Regions from separate parts of the Anas platyrhynchos genome. Here region 2 is linked to region 1. A link is a contact called in public Hi-C data. All regions are on one chromosome and are shown on one strand. Each heading gives the region's core, a stretch centred on a gene start, on an enhancer-like site or on the middle of the called end of the contact. The rest is flanking DNA. Distances are from core to core; before and after follow the strand shown.

The links. A called contact is a pair of places that touch in the nucleus more often than the background predicts.
Region 2: a contact with region 1 is called in a Hi-C map of subcutaneous adipose tissue, with 3 times the contacts expected there. The contact joins two enhancer-like sites. A contact is called at or near these places in 4 of 8 Hi-C or Micro-C datasets (liver, skeletal muscle and subcutaneous adipose tissue).

The regions. Positions count from the first base shown.
Region 1 is chr19:2,440,972-2,448,681 of IASCAAS_PekinDuck_T2T, reverse strand. All of the region lies in intron 2 of KCNJ2 (potassium inwardly rectifying channel subfamily J member 2), which reads left to right. Among named protein-coding and RNA genes, the nearest start is that of KCNJ2, 40 kb to the left of the region's middle. Within about 2 kb of position 4,256, at least 1 of the 8 cell types and tissues checked has an H3K27ac peak or open chromatin away from gene starts, as enhancers often do.
Region 2 is chr19:2,632,927-2,640,636 of IASCAAS_PekinDuck_T2T, reverse strand. It overlaps MAP2K6 (mitogen-activated protein kinase kinase 6), which reads left to right. Exons shown (of 13, transcript XM_038165340.2): 8 at 1,404-1,531; 9 at 2,199-2,276; 10 at 3,137-3,276; 11 at 6,048-6,093. Among named protein-coding and RNA genes, the nearest start is that of MAP2K6, 31 kb to the left of the region's middle. Within about 2 kb of position 2,601, at least 2 of the 8 cell types and tissues checked have an H3K27ac peak or open chromatin away from gene starts, as enhancers often do.

The sequences.
Region 1 (7,710 bases), core at 3,007-5,506:
ATAAGAGATTATTATATAATTTATTTTTCCAGATTTGCCTACCACCATTCATTAAGGCAGCTGGCATTTCCTTCCCCATTATCATGTATCATTATCATGTATCATTTAGTGCATATTTTATGTGAGGCTGATTTTCAGATGTGGGACATAATACATATCCCTTTGTTTATCCCTTGTTTCTCAAACACTGTGCAGGAGGTCTGACTCCAGCTGCCCGTCTAAGAAGAAGCGTCACATTTACACGGTTACTCGCAGTTCAGGCAATAACAGGTACCAGTGCTTGTGTGGGAAGAAAAAATTGTTTGTAAGCTTTTTTTAGCTCTGAAATCTTTGCTGGTTTTGAGCTGGGAACCTGCAAACAGGAAGAGTTGGTGTCTGTGGCTGGCCTCAGAGGCCTGTGTGGGGAGGCGACTGACAGCACCTTTGGTTCCAGGTTCCAGAGGGAGCGCGGCAGAAGTGAATATAAATGAAAAAATGAACATTCAGGGGTTAGGCTGGGCTGAAAAATGTGTGTCCACGTTTTCATGGGGCCTAAAATCACAACACCGGGGCAACTTTGTGAATTTAAACTGTTTATTGGGGTCAGTCCAAGGGGCTGAGGAGACGACTAAGGGGAAATCAGACAGACATCACGGGGGGGAAAAGGAAAACTGGATAACTCCTTTTTGACCTCCTGTTGCTCCCTAGAAAGCTAGGCTTTGTTGGCAGCCGTCATATCGCCTCCCATCAGCCAGCACAGGCTTCACGCTCTGCTTCCCTCGGTACACAAACGGGGTGCCAGAAGGGCCCAGGAGCTGCAGGGCCCAGGCTCTGGGACGAAGTTCTGGGGGGGTTCTGCGCCCCTACTCGGCCGGCTCCGGGCTCGTAGCCCCCGGCCCAGCACCCAGGGCCCAGGGCCCGGCGCCCACCTGCGCCCGGAGCCGCCCGGCCCCGCTCCCGCCGCGGCTCCGGCCGGGGCCCTCGGGCGCCACCTGCTGGGGGCCCACGGAGCCACCGCCGGGGCCCCCCCCCCGGTCCCTTCCCGGCCCCCGCCGGGGCCTCGCCTCAGCGGCTGGGGGCCGGGGGTGCAGAAGCTCGGCGGGGTCCGGGCGTTCAGCCGCGGCCTGACCCTGGGGATCTGCCTCAGGGGGCCGCTTTTCGGTGCTGCCGAGGCAGCTGGAGTGGAAACGGTTCGGGTGTGCTGTCCCCAGTGGGGTCCCGGCTGTTCCTAAAGGGTGTGAGGAAAGGCGGCGTTACCCTGTTGTCAGCCAGCCCCTGGTACTGCCCGACCATCCTAGGGAAGCCTGGAACAGGACTTTAAGGCTTCCCGAAGCTGCCCTGTGAGGCTCAGTAGAGTAAATCCAACTCAGAAAGTAAACGGTTTTGGTACAAAAACTGATACGACATGTGCTCCGTCCGGCTGATTTATTCTATATCATTCCTCTTTATATATAGAAGCAAAAGCTGAGAGGTTGCTTGATTTGCCAGCTTAGGTATATATAGCCAGTCAAAACTGGCCACGCTCCACTAGGAACTTTTCAAATAGGGCAATGATCTATTTGTGGCCAAAGATACTTATTTCAAGAGGTATCAGTGACAAGAAGCAAAGAGCTGCTTGTTTGTTTGGACCAGGGAACGTGTGTGCGTGTAGAAAGGCAACGCTACGTTTATTATGCAAAGCTACACACAGAAGGACTCCAAAATAGAAATGCCTTAATAATTATCTCATATTCAGTGCCATGTCCACTTCTGAACGCACATTTTCCATTGAACAGCTTCGTGCGTTCTCTCACGCATGGGAGTAGCTCCAATTAAACATCTGCTGAACCATCTATATCATCATTCTCCTTCACATCCTTTCTTCAAACCCTCCTTCGCAGCAGCGTGTGTAGGAAGCTCCACAACTGTCAGGCAGCTGGTCCGCTGCGACTACTGGGCATTGTATTTGTTCCTTGTGTTTCCCCATCTTTGATCACAGGGTGTCTCTCAGACTCGCCTGACAGGGCAGGAACTATTTTTGGTCTGACGTTCATTCGGCACGATTCCTGCTTAGCCCAGGTGCCAAAATGAGCTGACAGCCTGTATGTGACCATCGCACAAAACAGCAGTAGAGAGGAGACAGCCCCGAAGCCTCCCCAGTACTGCCACTTTGTGCTGTGCCTCAGGGCAGTGTCCGTACTGGGTGTCCAGCACACTGTCTGGGTGGAGTTGCCTTTTGGGTGTGTTGTTAATTTTTCAAATTTTGACCGATAAGTGTTTCATTGTGATAGGCATGCCCTAAGTGGGGTGTGAAAAATAAGGCTTATGGATAAATGGGTAGGTCCCATTTCAGATCATCAAATAGAAATCAGAAAAGACCCTGGTAAATGTACTCTAGGGGGAAGCTTCCTTGCCCACCCAGGTCAAGGGCCTTACTCATGTTGAGTAAAGCTGACCCCACCAATTTCAATAGCACAGTTTCCAGAGGGACCTGTGGTGGGATGTGAGTAGAGAAAAAAAATCTGGTAACCTTATTGCAGTTGTTGCATTACTCATTGCATATACTGATTAAAACCTCTTCTATTCAGTGATCTCATTTTCCACAGGCAAAAAATTCACCTTTCCCTTGTCAGTTCTTTCATTTATGAGGGCATGGCACAGCGTCATTCCTGAACTGGCAGCCACTCCTTTTGGAGGGCCAAATACCCATGCCTTACTGGGTCCTCTTTCCCTTTCCTCTCATTTTATCCTTCTTTTTGGAGAAGTACCAAGTAAAACCATCAAATATAGTCACCATCCCATTTTAGCTGAATCCCCCATGAGGCATAAGCCCTGCACAGCTTTACACACCAGAAGCTGTCTCCCAACACCCTCCAGCAAACCTATGGCTGTTGGTGCAAAGACCAAGCCCCACAGACTTCCCTTGGTACGGTCCGTACCAAAGATGCAGAGGGATGATTTTGGAAATGCTGGCATTGGCAATACTCAGGAAGTTGGGTGCAAAGCTCTAGCAGGTAAAAGCAGAATTGCATGTTGAGTGCATATGTCTACACATGTGGATGCGGGACTGAAACAACTCCCATCACTTTCCTTACGTTCGCATTAATAAGTGGGACAGCGCCTGCCAATTCCATCTCAAGTTTCGTCCCTCTGAAATATGTGCACTTTCACCAGCTGTGTATTTGGCCCAGGGTAATTACTATAGTGCTAATTTTACCAGAGATGATGAAAGCGCTGGAACAGCCTAACCATATAAAGGGAGGAGATACATACAGCTGATCCAGTCTTCTGGATCCTTTTTTGAGCAAAGGAAGTCATGACTTTGACTTGTAGATTTGTTCCTTAGGGAGGCTTCTTCTTACAGAGCTAGCCGAAACCCAACTGAGGTTAGAAAAGAGCAAGGTCAGGGATACTTGTGTGCTGGAAAATAAAAAGCACTGAGCGCTGAAGTGTTGCCTTGTAGTAAATTACCTTATACGGATTAAATTACTCAAATAGATCTGCTTCTTTTCTTTTCTCTCCTGTGAGAGAAGCCACTTCCAGACACCAAAAGCACAAAGATGCTTGAAAGTCTTCTATTTCTCTCTGGACCTTCCAAAAAGATTCAAAGTCAATTGAAATTTCTAATGAGGACTCAGAACAGATATTTACTCTATCCAAACCAGTTCAGCTTGAAAAAATTACAGTATGGTCAGAGGAAAAGCAATTTGCCAGAGCTTGAAGAGTGTGAATAATGCAAAGCAAACAGCTCTCTGCAGTGTTCACTTATGTTTTCAGACCTGCTCACCTTTATTGTGCACCCACCCTGGCTTTACCTGGCGGTGCTGGTGGCCAGAACCAGGGGTGGTGAATAATGAGAGCTGAGCTGGTGGGTGATTTCTAACTTCTGAAAATTTGGAGGATTTTTTTTTTTTTTTTTTTAACAAAGCACACAGGAATGATTGGCGCTGTTGGCACTCGATCCTAAGCACCGGAGCCATCCCATTAGCAAGGATGAACAAAGCCATCCCGTTGTGCCCGGCTCTGCTCTATTTTGCAAAGGTTTTTATGTCACCTTTTCTGTCAGAGAGCACAAGCACCTTCCAGTACTGTAACAAGCGACATGACGAGCCTCTGTTCATTCTCTTTATCTCTTTGTCTCTCTGGCTGCCTCTCTCACTCTTTACTCTTTGCCACTGATTGCCTCGACATGTGATCTCTGGCCTTTGTCAAACCAAGATAGTCAGAACTCGAGTGCGGAGCGTTCCCTCTGCCTGAGCCCTTACCGGTGGCCTCGGTAGGCAGTTAGCTCTGAAGTTAAGCATGCGATTAGGTCAAAGCAAAATACAGATCTAAGTGCTACTCTGAATAAAGGCGGTTCCTGTCTCAGGACTCAGCAAAAGAACACGGCCTTCCTGTAATCAGACCATCTTTTTGTGAGCCGAGGTCTGACAGTGTGTTTCTGTGGATTGCTTTATGCCACCAACAAGCTGACTTGTGCCAGCCTGGCCCCCCTATGCCCCTTACTCTCTGCAGCACCCATTCCCGTGGGAAGAGCAAGCACAGGCCCAGGAAACCTCTGGAGTCCCAGGGCCTGCAATGCCAGCGGCAGGCCATGGTGTCACCGTGGGCTGCAGCAACTTCGACATTTCATGAATTTCTGTACTGATTTTTTTAATACTTGATGAGAAATGGCACAATCCTTTTCCCTCCAGTCTCTGTCACAAGGTTGCTTAATAAGGTTTGGGCATTAGCTCAAATAATATTAGAGGATCAAAGCCAACTTTTGAAGTATTAGGGAGATTACAAAGAAGTGCATGGCTCATTCCTTCTCAGGCACAACATCTACTAGCACAAAACCGGGGGGAGCCTCCTTCTGGGGCCATCCTTTCCAAGGGCCAAAGCAGCACAGGACATGCAGTTCGGCCCAAAATTTAATTCAGGATGCCCAGAAGTGGGTGGGGAATCCTCCCTCCCCTCTGTGTCTGCACAAGCGAAAGGCAAAATTTAGCCTGGAGGCACAAAATGACATCAGAAAAGCAAATAAGCAGCGCAAGATTACGATAGGAAAAGAAAGGAAGCAGTGGCATTTTCTTGCCGAAGATTATTTCCTCTCTGACGACAGATTTTTCAAATGACAGAGGTGTTTTAGTGGGTGGGCCTTGAAGGCCCGGTCCAAATAATCAGTCAAAAACAATATCAGGAAGCTTAACCAACAATCTGAGCTTGGTATGGCTTTACTCATCTGTTCAATTTTAGTTTTGAGGGAAATTTAGGAAGGTGCCAGCTAATTTAATTCGTCTACCTCCTTCCCAGCCATGCGGGAGTTACGAGTGGGGCTGGGCAGCCATTTTGTGCCAGCGATCCACTCCCCTGATTGCCCTGGCTGCGCAGCTCCCGGCCAGGCTCTCCAGCAAGGAAGAAAAGATGCCGAGACCATGGCTGTGAGAGGTTGTGTGGCCTTTGTGGGTGCCGCTGTGGAGCCGAAGAGGGAATTGCTGTGCCCGGTTGGAGGTGACATGCTTTGGAACAGCCGGCCCAGTCACCCGGTCTCCTATCAGGGAGTAGTCTGCACCACGGCCATCAAGATGGAGTTCCGCATGTGATGTAAATAGGCACAGTGCTAGCTCCTCAGGAAATTCAAGCTTGTTTTCTACTGTATTCTGTATTTTTCCTTCCACAATGGCCAATGATCTAACTCTCTGTTTTCAGCAAAGTTTATTTGCTTTCCGGCAGAGAAAATAAACTCTGATGTTGTCATTTACCGTGTGGCCACGCAGTCCAGGCCAATTCTGACGTTCTGGTACAAACCAGTGGAAAACACTGAGGACATTTTTATCTAAGCTAATATAATAGACTAAAAAATCTAAGAAAGTTAGGAGAGCAGTAATTAATTCACAGGGCAATGTTAACACAAACTAGGTGCCTCTGAGTTTATCAACGCACAGTTTTCACTAGAGTGGCTACAGTGATTGGCAGTAAAATACAGTGATAGATAAAAAAAAAAAAAAAAGACCATCAACAGAAATACAATATGCATATTGCAATGCAGGGAAGCCATGTAGGATTTTAACAGAGGTAATCTCAGTCACTTCTAGATCTTGAATCCCACTTATTTCACATCATCTTTCCTTCAGGAACTGCCAGGCATCACCTGAGAAAGTGGAGGCTGAATCACTTAGGTGAACCAACTTGTATATAGGTTGGCAGGACAGTTGCAGAAATACTTTGTGTTAATTTTGCTTAGAAAAGATGAAAAATTTCCATCTCTTCCCATTGGAAATTTCCCCCATTTCCACCTACAGTGGCACACACACAGTGACAAAGGCCAAATCAGATCTCTACTTCATCCCTTCTCTTACAGCAGTACTGGAATTAGGAAAAACACGGGTTGGTAGCATTGCCCCTTGCTTGTCTTGCACAGAACACCTAAAAGTAAGCTCCCTCTGTGCTTGCTTAGCGCTCCGCTGCTGTGCCAGAAGGGTCGGTGGGCAAGATGCTGCAGGAGCGGAGAAGCGGACCAGAAACACATCTTCACATGCAGCTCTCTCCCCACCCTCACACTTTGGCTAACAGCCATTTGCAAGGATCAACTCATCAGACTCAGAACTTCCAGGGAAAGAGGTTTAAGTTTTGTTCCTGCGTCTCTGAGCTCAGAGGGCTCTGCAGGTGAACGTTTGAAAGGTGGCCAAGCACGACATGGGCTCCCGAGCGAGTACGTGGCTTGACTGGTGCTATCCCACAGCAGGGTATGCATTGAAAACCCTGTGAATACCTGCTCCCTTGATAGCCCTCCTGCTTCCATACAGTACTCACATCACTAAAAATTTGCAAGCCAGAGAAATACAAAGATATTCTTACCCTGTTCTGTTCAGCTGAGCGTGAGCCTATCCTGATTTTAGAAAATCTGGCAGGCCAGTAACACTAAACAACTGAAGCTGTAAGGAAGAGAATGAAAGTGTAGTCACACAGTTTTGTATGTGTAAGTTGCTGGCTCTTAACCCTTTTCCTTCCAGGAATTGTCAGGTTCCCTATGTCAGCTCCATGGGCATGTTCTCACCACTCTGGCTAGTTTTATTAACCATTAACTCCCTTTCCCTTGAGATATCCAAAGAATGGGAACTATGGAAAATGATTACAGAGATTAATAGGAAAATATTAGCTTTATTAATATGCAAATCCTTGGGCAGTTTTACCACTTATTCTAAGGTCATTCTCATTAATCTGAACATATGTTCCCCATTGCCTTTGAGGAAAAATTGCCATAGCTGACTGAGGGCTGGAGGAGTTACAATAAACAACATTGCCATGTCACAAATTATACTAGATGTCCCTCAACTTTACCGTATTTCCAAAATAATAAAAAAAAAAATATCCATAATCCTAAACTGTGAAAATGGATAACTAAATGGTTATACAAATGTCTTTCTAAAGCAAATCTTCCAGAAAGTGAAGAACGTGCAAGGTGTACATTAAATGGCAGATTTACATTCCCTAATCATTTTTAGGGTTTTTGACCCTGTACTGGTAAGTGTCGTTTGAGACCTGGGAGATCTCCCCACACCTTGTGTCATCTGTGTCCCCTCACTCCCCCCTTTTTTAGCCATATCTTATTGTGTCTAAGAGTTTAGCTGGAAATTAAAGATCCTTTAAAGTAGGCATCTTAATTCAGTGTGAATCAAACCACATGGAATATGGTGCTGGAAATAAGTTTTCCTTGGCAGAACTTCTTGGGTTGCTTTTGGATTTCTGGTTATATACAGTTACTGTTAG
Region 2 (7,710 bases), core at 1,352-3,851, 190 kb before region 1:
TTAGTACCTTTATTTCCAAAGGATCGTTTTCAATTTTTTAAGAGGAGGAAAAAGCCCTCTCCAGGGTGTTGCTGCAGGGGGAAGGAGTGTCTGAAGGGAACGGAGTTCAGCTCCAGCAGGTGGTCATGTGCTGTAGGTCCTGCACGTGGCTGGGGACTGAGTTCCTGCCTTCTGTGTCATTTGCAGTGGGTGGAAAATGCTGCTCAGCTTCTGAATTTCTGTTTGCTTCTTTGATTTCCACTGAAAATTGTCTTATTTCAAGATAATAACAGATGGGTGAGGATCTCAGATACCTGAAGCACTTGATTTGATTGCAAAGCGCTGATTAAAGAGTAGATGTTAATGAGCTGTAAACCACCCAGCGCTAAAGAGCAGGACTCAAAAACAGCTTCTGGTCTCCCTCAGACAGTGTTTCAGCGCTTATAATTAATCTTTTATCACACATAGGTAGATGGCCTTCTTGCAGAAGTGACCTCTTATTTCTGGGTGTCAACAGGGGAAGGATTGCTCCCTTTTGAGGCTTAGTCCTTAGATGAGAGAAGGGTGGCCTGTGTCGGGCATTTAAATAGCTCAGCAAATGGGCTTTGTGCTGACATTTCATCTGGGAGTAGCCTAGCCAGGAAGCCCCTGCATGCTCTGGCAGCTATCACTTTTGACTTCTTTCTGTACCTTAATTTCCCTTGCTGATGGTGATTATAACCGCCTTCATGAGAATGATGCAAATGCACCAGGGATTATAAGGCCGTGATGGGAAGCAGATAAATCTGGCAGTAATAAATAGATGAGACACTGGACTGATTTCCATAAGGTGTGGAGCACCCACACGCCTGCTGCTGCTCTCATTGCCTGCAAGCTCGGTATCCTTAAAATTAGAGGCCACTTCTGAAATCTTGATCCTTGTCTCAGTTTCCTGCTCCCTCCTTCCACTGCAATCCTCACTGCTCTTCACCCTTTCCTGCCCACCTCTTATCCTTTTCCCCATGTTTTTTCCCCTTGTGCTGACGAGACAGCAGCTTCAGCTGGGGACTCACTGATACTTCAGGCTCTCACAGACGTCCCCTGGAGTTGGCCCCAGCTCTTCCAAGCTGTGCCCCTGTGAGCACTGTGATTGCCATGGCCATCCCCAGCTCACTAGGACACGGTGGCTACATGCAGGGCTCCCTTCCACCCCACAAATCAATGAGGGGAACCTGCAAGTGAAGGGACACTTGGAGGACATCCAACAGGCCCACAAGGCAGTCACCTGAACTTGCAATAGCCACAACCAGCTGAGTTTCTGTCCTATATGAAGCACCGGGGTTTGCACGGGCACCTTTGGTGCCCTCTGCTGATAGGAAGCTCTTTGGCTTTTTTTGGCTTGGCCCATGCATGACAGTGACTGTGGTATGTGTTCCTTCTTGCAGATGTAAAGCCCTCTAACGTGTTGATCAATACACAGGGGCAGGTGAAAATGTGCGATTTTGGAATTAGCGGTTACCTCGTTGACTCGGTTGCTAAAACCATGGATGCGGGATGCAAACCCTACATGGCTGTAAGTTGAGCCGCCGAGAAGCCGCTTGTGAAAGCTGCTGCAGGGCAGCCAGAGGAACATGAGCCTGGGTGTCGGGTCATCCTAAAGGGGGAAGGATCAGCCACCAGCATGTCCCGGGGCCTCATTTTGTAAGACGTATCCCTGAAGTTACTTGTAAAGGGGTAGAGGGAGGAGAAGGATCTCACGGGTCAAATCAGGTCTTGTGAGCATGGCTTTCTGCTGCCTTATCTCCTCCCCGTGACCTTGGGAAAGGCTTTGTAATTACTCCGTGTTGAACTTTTGCTGTTTGCCCTGTGGGGACACCAGTGCTTTTCTTTTGGGAGAAAAACACTCCTTTGGATTTGCTCTGTGTGAAGTAGTTGCATGGGGTGAACGCAGTCCTGGAGAGTCAAGGCTTGTCACCTCCTTCGTGCCTGATGTGCTGGGTCAGCTGCACCACCCCAAACCTGATGCAGGTGCCATCTCCTTCTGGTGACCCATTTCACTTTGCCCTTACTGGCAAGTATGTAGGCTTGATCTGATGCCAAGATGGTCAAGGGAAGGAGCTGGCAGCGTGGGCTAAGTGGCTCTGACCCATGAAAGACCCCTCTGAGGTTGGTGAGCCCTGGGTGTAGGCATCGCGCTGAGCCCATCCCTGGTCCTTAACTGCCCTTGTGTCTCTTCACAGCCTGAAAGAATTAACCCGGAGCTGAACCAGAAGGGGTACAGCGTCAAATCTGATATCTGGAGCCTGGGGATCACGATGGTAGGGCAATCTGGGGGCTGGCAGTGTGGTTGGGGTGTTGGGTGTGGTTTGTGGATTCGTTTTCCTCCCTGTAGCCCCCTGGCACTGGTGGCACTGGTTCCCTGGGAAGGTGTCAGGGCTGGAAGGGGCACACAGCGAATCCACAAGGTACCAGTAAGCACATTGTGGGGTCGAGGAGAAGGCAGATGGAGCTGCTTTGCTGGCTTTGATGTGTTGGCGTGGCAGGACAGGTCTCCAAGGATGTCCCACCCTTGGGACACCCCTGAGGCTCTGTCTGTGGCTGTCACGGGGATGGCACCCTGCTGGGGACAGCCCTGCTGTGGTGGCCACAGGCTGCCGGGAGATGGCAGCATGGGCTAAGGCGAAGGCGTCCGGCACTGTGTCTGTCTGTGGAGCAGGTTGGATTTCAAACCTGAAAAAACATCCCGGCAAATCGCACTTAGCACAGTCCCCATCAGAGGAGGGGGCATCGGCGGCATCTCCTGCACACCAGGAGAAGCAGTGTTCAGAGGGAATCCATCTCCTTGCCATTTTATAGCACAGTGACCCTATGCAGTATGTGTTTTTTAAACTTCTGGCCTCTCCCCAGTGATGTCCAACAGGAGGGCAGGAGGGAGGATTGGATGTGGAGGCTGCCGGGTGTCCTCAGGCCTGCCCTGTTTGCTGGGGGAGGTTAAACACAAAAGGTTTCCTGCAAGACACTGTGGCCTGGTGGGGTGAAAATATTCCACGTGTTTTTGCAGGGCCCAAAAAAACACACACATGGGTGGTTAAACAGGCTGCCAAAATCCCATGGGGTGGCAGGATGAGCCCCGGGGTGTCTGTCCCCCGGGACTGAGGCATGGGTGCTGTCTCCCCAGATCGAGCTGGCCATCCTGCGCTTTCCCTACGACTCCTGGGGGACGCCCTTCCAGCAGCTCAAGCAGGTGGTGGAGGAGCCGTCGCCACAGCTGCCGGCAGACAAGTTTTCGTCGGAGTTCGTCGATTTTACCTCGCAATGGTAAACCTCCCCCTTGTCCCTGCTGCCCAGGCCCTGCTGGACCTGGCCCTTCTGGCCCTGGCCATCTGAGGATGAGGAGGACAGGTGCTGGTGGCCTCCCATATCACTGTCCCCATCCTCACTGTTGTCCCTCAGGGACATGGTATTTGTGCAGTAACCACCCCTCAAGGACAATAGATGGGGTGGTCAACGATGGCTGGCTTTCTCTGCTTGAGACCCAGACCCGGTGATCTGGGGGACGTACAGGAAGAAGGGATTAAGAAGGATTTATCTCAGCTGCTCGCCCCCATATGAATATCATGTACTGTTTGTGACAGGGTGGGGAAGCTGAGCAGGGTCCAGGAATGGCCACATCCTCCAGCAACCTTGCCCTGAGCAGCCCCTCGTGCCACCCTGCTCCTGGGGGACGCAGATCTGAGGGCAGGCCCGGTGCTGAGCTCGCCCCGCGATGGCCCCGACCGTGGCTGTCCCGCTGCTGGGCCCTGCGGCTGCTGCTCCGCTCTCTCTGGGACTCGGAGCTGGAAGCAGCGGGAGGATTTGGCTGCGTCGTAGGAAAAGGGTTGGAGCAGATGCGCGCTGTCTGGAGGCTGGGAGTGCTGCATGAAAGCGCAGGCTCTCCCAGCACCCGAGGAGACTCGCAGCTGCCCTCATCATATGGTTCAAAGAGAGCTGGCAGCGGCCCCGCGGCTCCTGACTGCTTCTCCCTCCAGCTTCCCTGGAAACCGCCTGGGAGGCGTTTTTATTTTCCAGGCGCTGCAGTGCCATCCGCGGCTTGCCAAGTTGGCAGGTGGCTGGTGGTTTGCAGGGTAGCCAAGAAAGGACGGCAGATCGACAAATACAGAAATGTGAGACTGTTCCCGAGCTGCCAGTGTCAGGGCCTGGAGTCCGGCCGGCTCTGCTGTGACCCAGGAAGGGGATTATCAGCCACTCCTGCCCGGGGACTTTAAGTACTGACGCTCAAATTCTTCAGAGTCTTGTCCAAACATGTTTTCGAGGTCCCTGGATTCAGCTGCACGCCTCTCTCCCGCTTCGTGCTGGGGAATACCTGCACATGCCCACACTGCTCTGTGTCTGTCAGAGGTGGGAGCTGGCTTGGAAAAACCCTCTCGCATAATGCCCACTGTTTTTGCAAGGCCCACGCTGGGATTTTGGACCAGCTGCCTTTCTCCTGTGCTGCTGGCTCACTGCTTGTTATTGCAGACTTGCCTGTTTGTGCCAGGCAGGCTGTTGTTCCCCACTGAACAGAGGCATAGTTTGCTTTTGCAGACACGGTGTCTTGCAGCTATTGCCTTGGGCTGATTTAGGATTAAGATAGCCACAGCTGTTCGTGGTAGTTGCAGTGAGAATCATGACCCTACTGAGCAGCACTCGTACCTTGAAACCTTATGCTTTGGAGGGTACATGGCAGTTTCTCTCTGTGCAAAACCTGTCATCTAGGATCACTGAAGACCCCTAAACACCAGTGGAGTTGCATGGAATCAGAGGAATGAGCTTTGGCTGCGTGTTGCACTGGTTTTGTGGTGTCAGAGTCTGAGGATTTCTCCTGACACCAAACCAGGTCACAAGTCAGTGTATCAAGGCCAGCTGCAATGCAGGAGGTCGCAGGGTGAATACACCATCCGCTGTCTGGGGCAGTGAAGCTGCAGTGACCTGTCTGAGCTAGCATCAGATCTAATAACGGCGCTTTGTTCCTGAAAATTTACATGGATTTCAGTAATTTGTCACCAAATTTCCTGGTATTAATAACCTCGGAAAAAAAGGTTTTGTTTGTAGAGCTTCTAAATTAAGAGGATTATATCCAAATCGTGCTTCTGGACATGCCCAAGCTTGAAATTCACCTTAGCATCTCAGCTTGGGCTACTTTTGAGCTCAGAGGATGTGACACATCCCGTACCTCCAGTTCGGCAATATTGGCACGTATCGTTACTAGGTTCCTCTGTTCATTCACAACATGACACTAAACACGAGCCCGCTACACACAACAAGCAGGAAATATCTATTCAGTGTGTGTCCTCCGCTTCCTCTGGGCTCCGGCAAATCCCAGCAGAGGAGCAACTTATCATCACCGAGGTTCTCACTTTTGTTTTGCTCAGTGTGACACCTTTTCCCCGCCACCGACGTGTACGTGTGTGAAAATCTTTTCAAGTTGCTCCAAGTGTCTTTCCCCTAAATACACTGTCAGGAAGTGAGTAGAGATTACGTCCTGTCTTTTAAAAACTATTTTCTGCTGGAGGGAAACCAAAATAACTTCCAGCTACAACCCTCCAGAGCCATCTGTTGTAGGAGAGGAGAAAAAAAGGATGTCCCATGGAACCGTCCCCACTGATAACAGCATGGTGATAAACAAATCAGTGTACACATGCTTTGGAGCCGCCCGGTCACCATGCCCAGCCAGAAGCATGGAGGCTGTGTCCATTCCCTCAGTCACTGACCTACCAGATAATACCCAAAAGACTGATTGTGCCTGGTCCCCAGCAACAGGCAGTGGTATATAGGGCGTATACACTGGTATATAGGGTGTCCCCGGATCTGTGGCCTTGTGCTCACAGCACTGGTGTACCCAGCGCTGTGTGCCAGCTGGGGCCTGTGTGCAGGTTCTGGTGGCTGGGGGTGTCCTCAAGACCTAAGCTGTTTGCGTAACATGGATGAGTAATTTAACTCACTCTACAAGGACTTCAGACCTTGCTTTTGTCATGGTACAGTTTTATAGCTTTGCTTAAATTTCGTAAAGAATGTAACTTTTAATTTTTATTATTTTTTTTTCATTAAAGCTTGAAGAAGAATTCCAAAGAACGGCCAACATACCCAGAGCTTATGGTGAGTGTGCCTGGATTATGCAATGTAATGGTTCAAAACTGAGGTGGGTTATAATAAGGTGCTGAAGACAGGGTTTCCAATAGGGAGTGGTGATTTGCGATATTCAGCATCCGAATTTTCATAACAGATATGAGAATCCTGGCACTTCAGTGTCTTGGGAAGGTGCTGCAAAACAGAGATCAAGTCAAATCAAGTAGAGTGCTCTTGGGGATCAAGTCAATCAAGTGCTATTCCAGACAGATCAAGGGAAAAAGAATGTAAAAGCAGTGAACATATTTGCTAAAGGATAAGAATGAGGTTGCAGAGATCACTTAGCAAGGGTAAAATCCTCCTCTGGAGTTTGTATGATGGCTTCAAACACTGAAGCCAAATGCTTGCAGCACGGATGCTCCACATGGGCTGCAGGAGCTGAGTGGTCTGCTAAGCTTCATTGCCATGGAGGAGACTTTTGGACAGGGTGATTCCTGGATGTTAGGGACAGAGACAAGTCTGTGACTAATAATTCCGGTTATTGAATTTTGTCTGCTGCTTACAGACTGTTTGCTGTGAGCACGCCTAGGACAGAGGAATAACTGAGGAAGAAAATGCTGATAAAGACTCATGACTGGGGAAATGCAAAGCACTGCAGGGGGTTGAGGTCAGATGCACTTAACTGCTGATGAACTTCCAGCAGTGTAGACACTGGCACAAACTCAGACACAGCTCTAGGCTGGAGCTGGCAAGAAGAAGGGACTAAGATGAGATTTTTCTGCCAGATACCCACAGCTTTGTGGCTGGTCTCCTGACTTTCTGGTGTTGATTCTGATGCTCCTAACAGCTGGTGCTCCTAAGTATCTGGTCCCTTTTTTACTGTCACCTGGTTGACAGCTTGCTAAAGGGAGTCTTCTGGTTAAGGGGTGGAAACTGCTGCAGAATATCCCCAGGCATCGGTGTCTTCTACCCCATAATTGTAGGATGTGTGTGATGCCATCCATGGGGTCAGCCTCATCACTGCCTCAGACCGTGTGCTTGGAGGTGCTGGGACCTCTGTAGTGTGAAAGCACCAGGATTTGAGGTGTTCTCTGGCTGCAAGACATGCTAGATATCCGCACACCTTTCAAAAGTGAGTTGTAAGCAGTAAATGATTCCTGTGGCATTTCTTGCTGGGCCCTGTAATGCAATTAATCTATATATAGATCTGATTTACACACAGTTTGCCCAAATACTGGTTTCAGACAAAGGGAGGCCTGAGGTTTATGGCTTTTTTTCCCTTTTTTAAAAATTTATTTTATTATTATTATTATTATTGAATAAATACATATATATTTTAAGCATATTTCTGAAGTTTGCCAAATGGCCTTTTATCAAAAAGGTTCACCGGAGCAGCTCTGTCTGTTGCAGCATTAATACCCACTGGCAAGCGAGCGCATTTCTATTGAATTAGGTTCTTGGATCACCTCTCCAGAGTATCTCAATGCTGTGGTATTTTATGGCTGACATGAATGTTGTGAGGTCCTGTGGTTGAGGGTTGCTGTTTTGTTGTGTGTTATTTTTTTTTTTCTCCTCCTCTCTCTCTTATGGCATTAAGTTGTGGTACTGGATTGGACTTGTCATTTAGACCAAGGCTGCTCCCTTGCT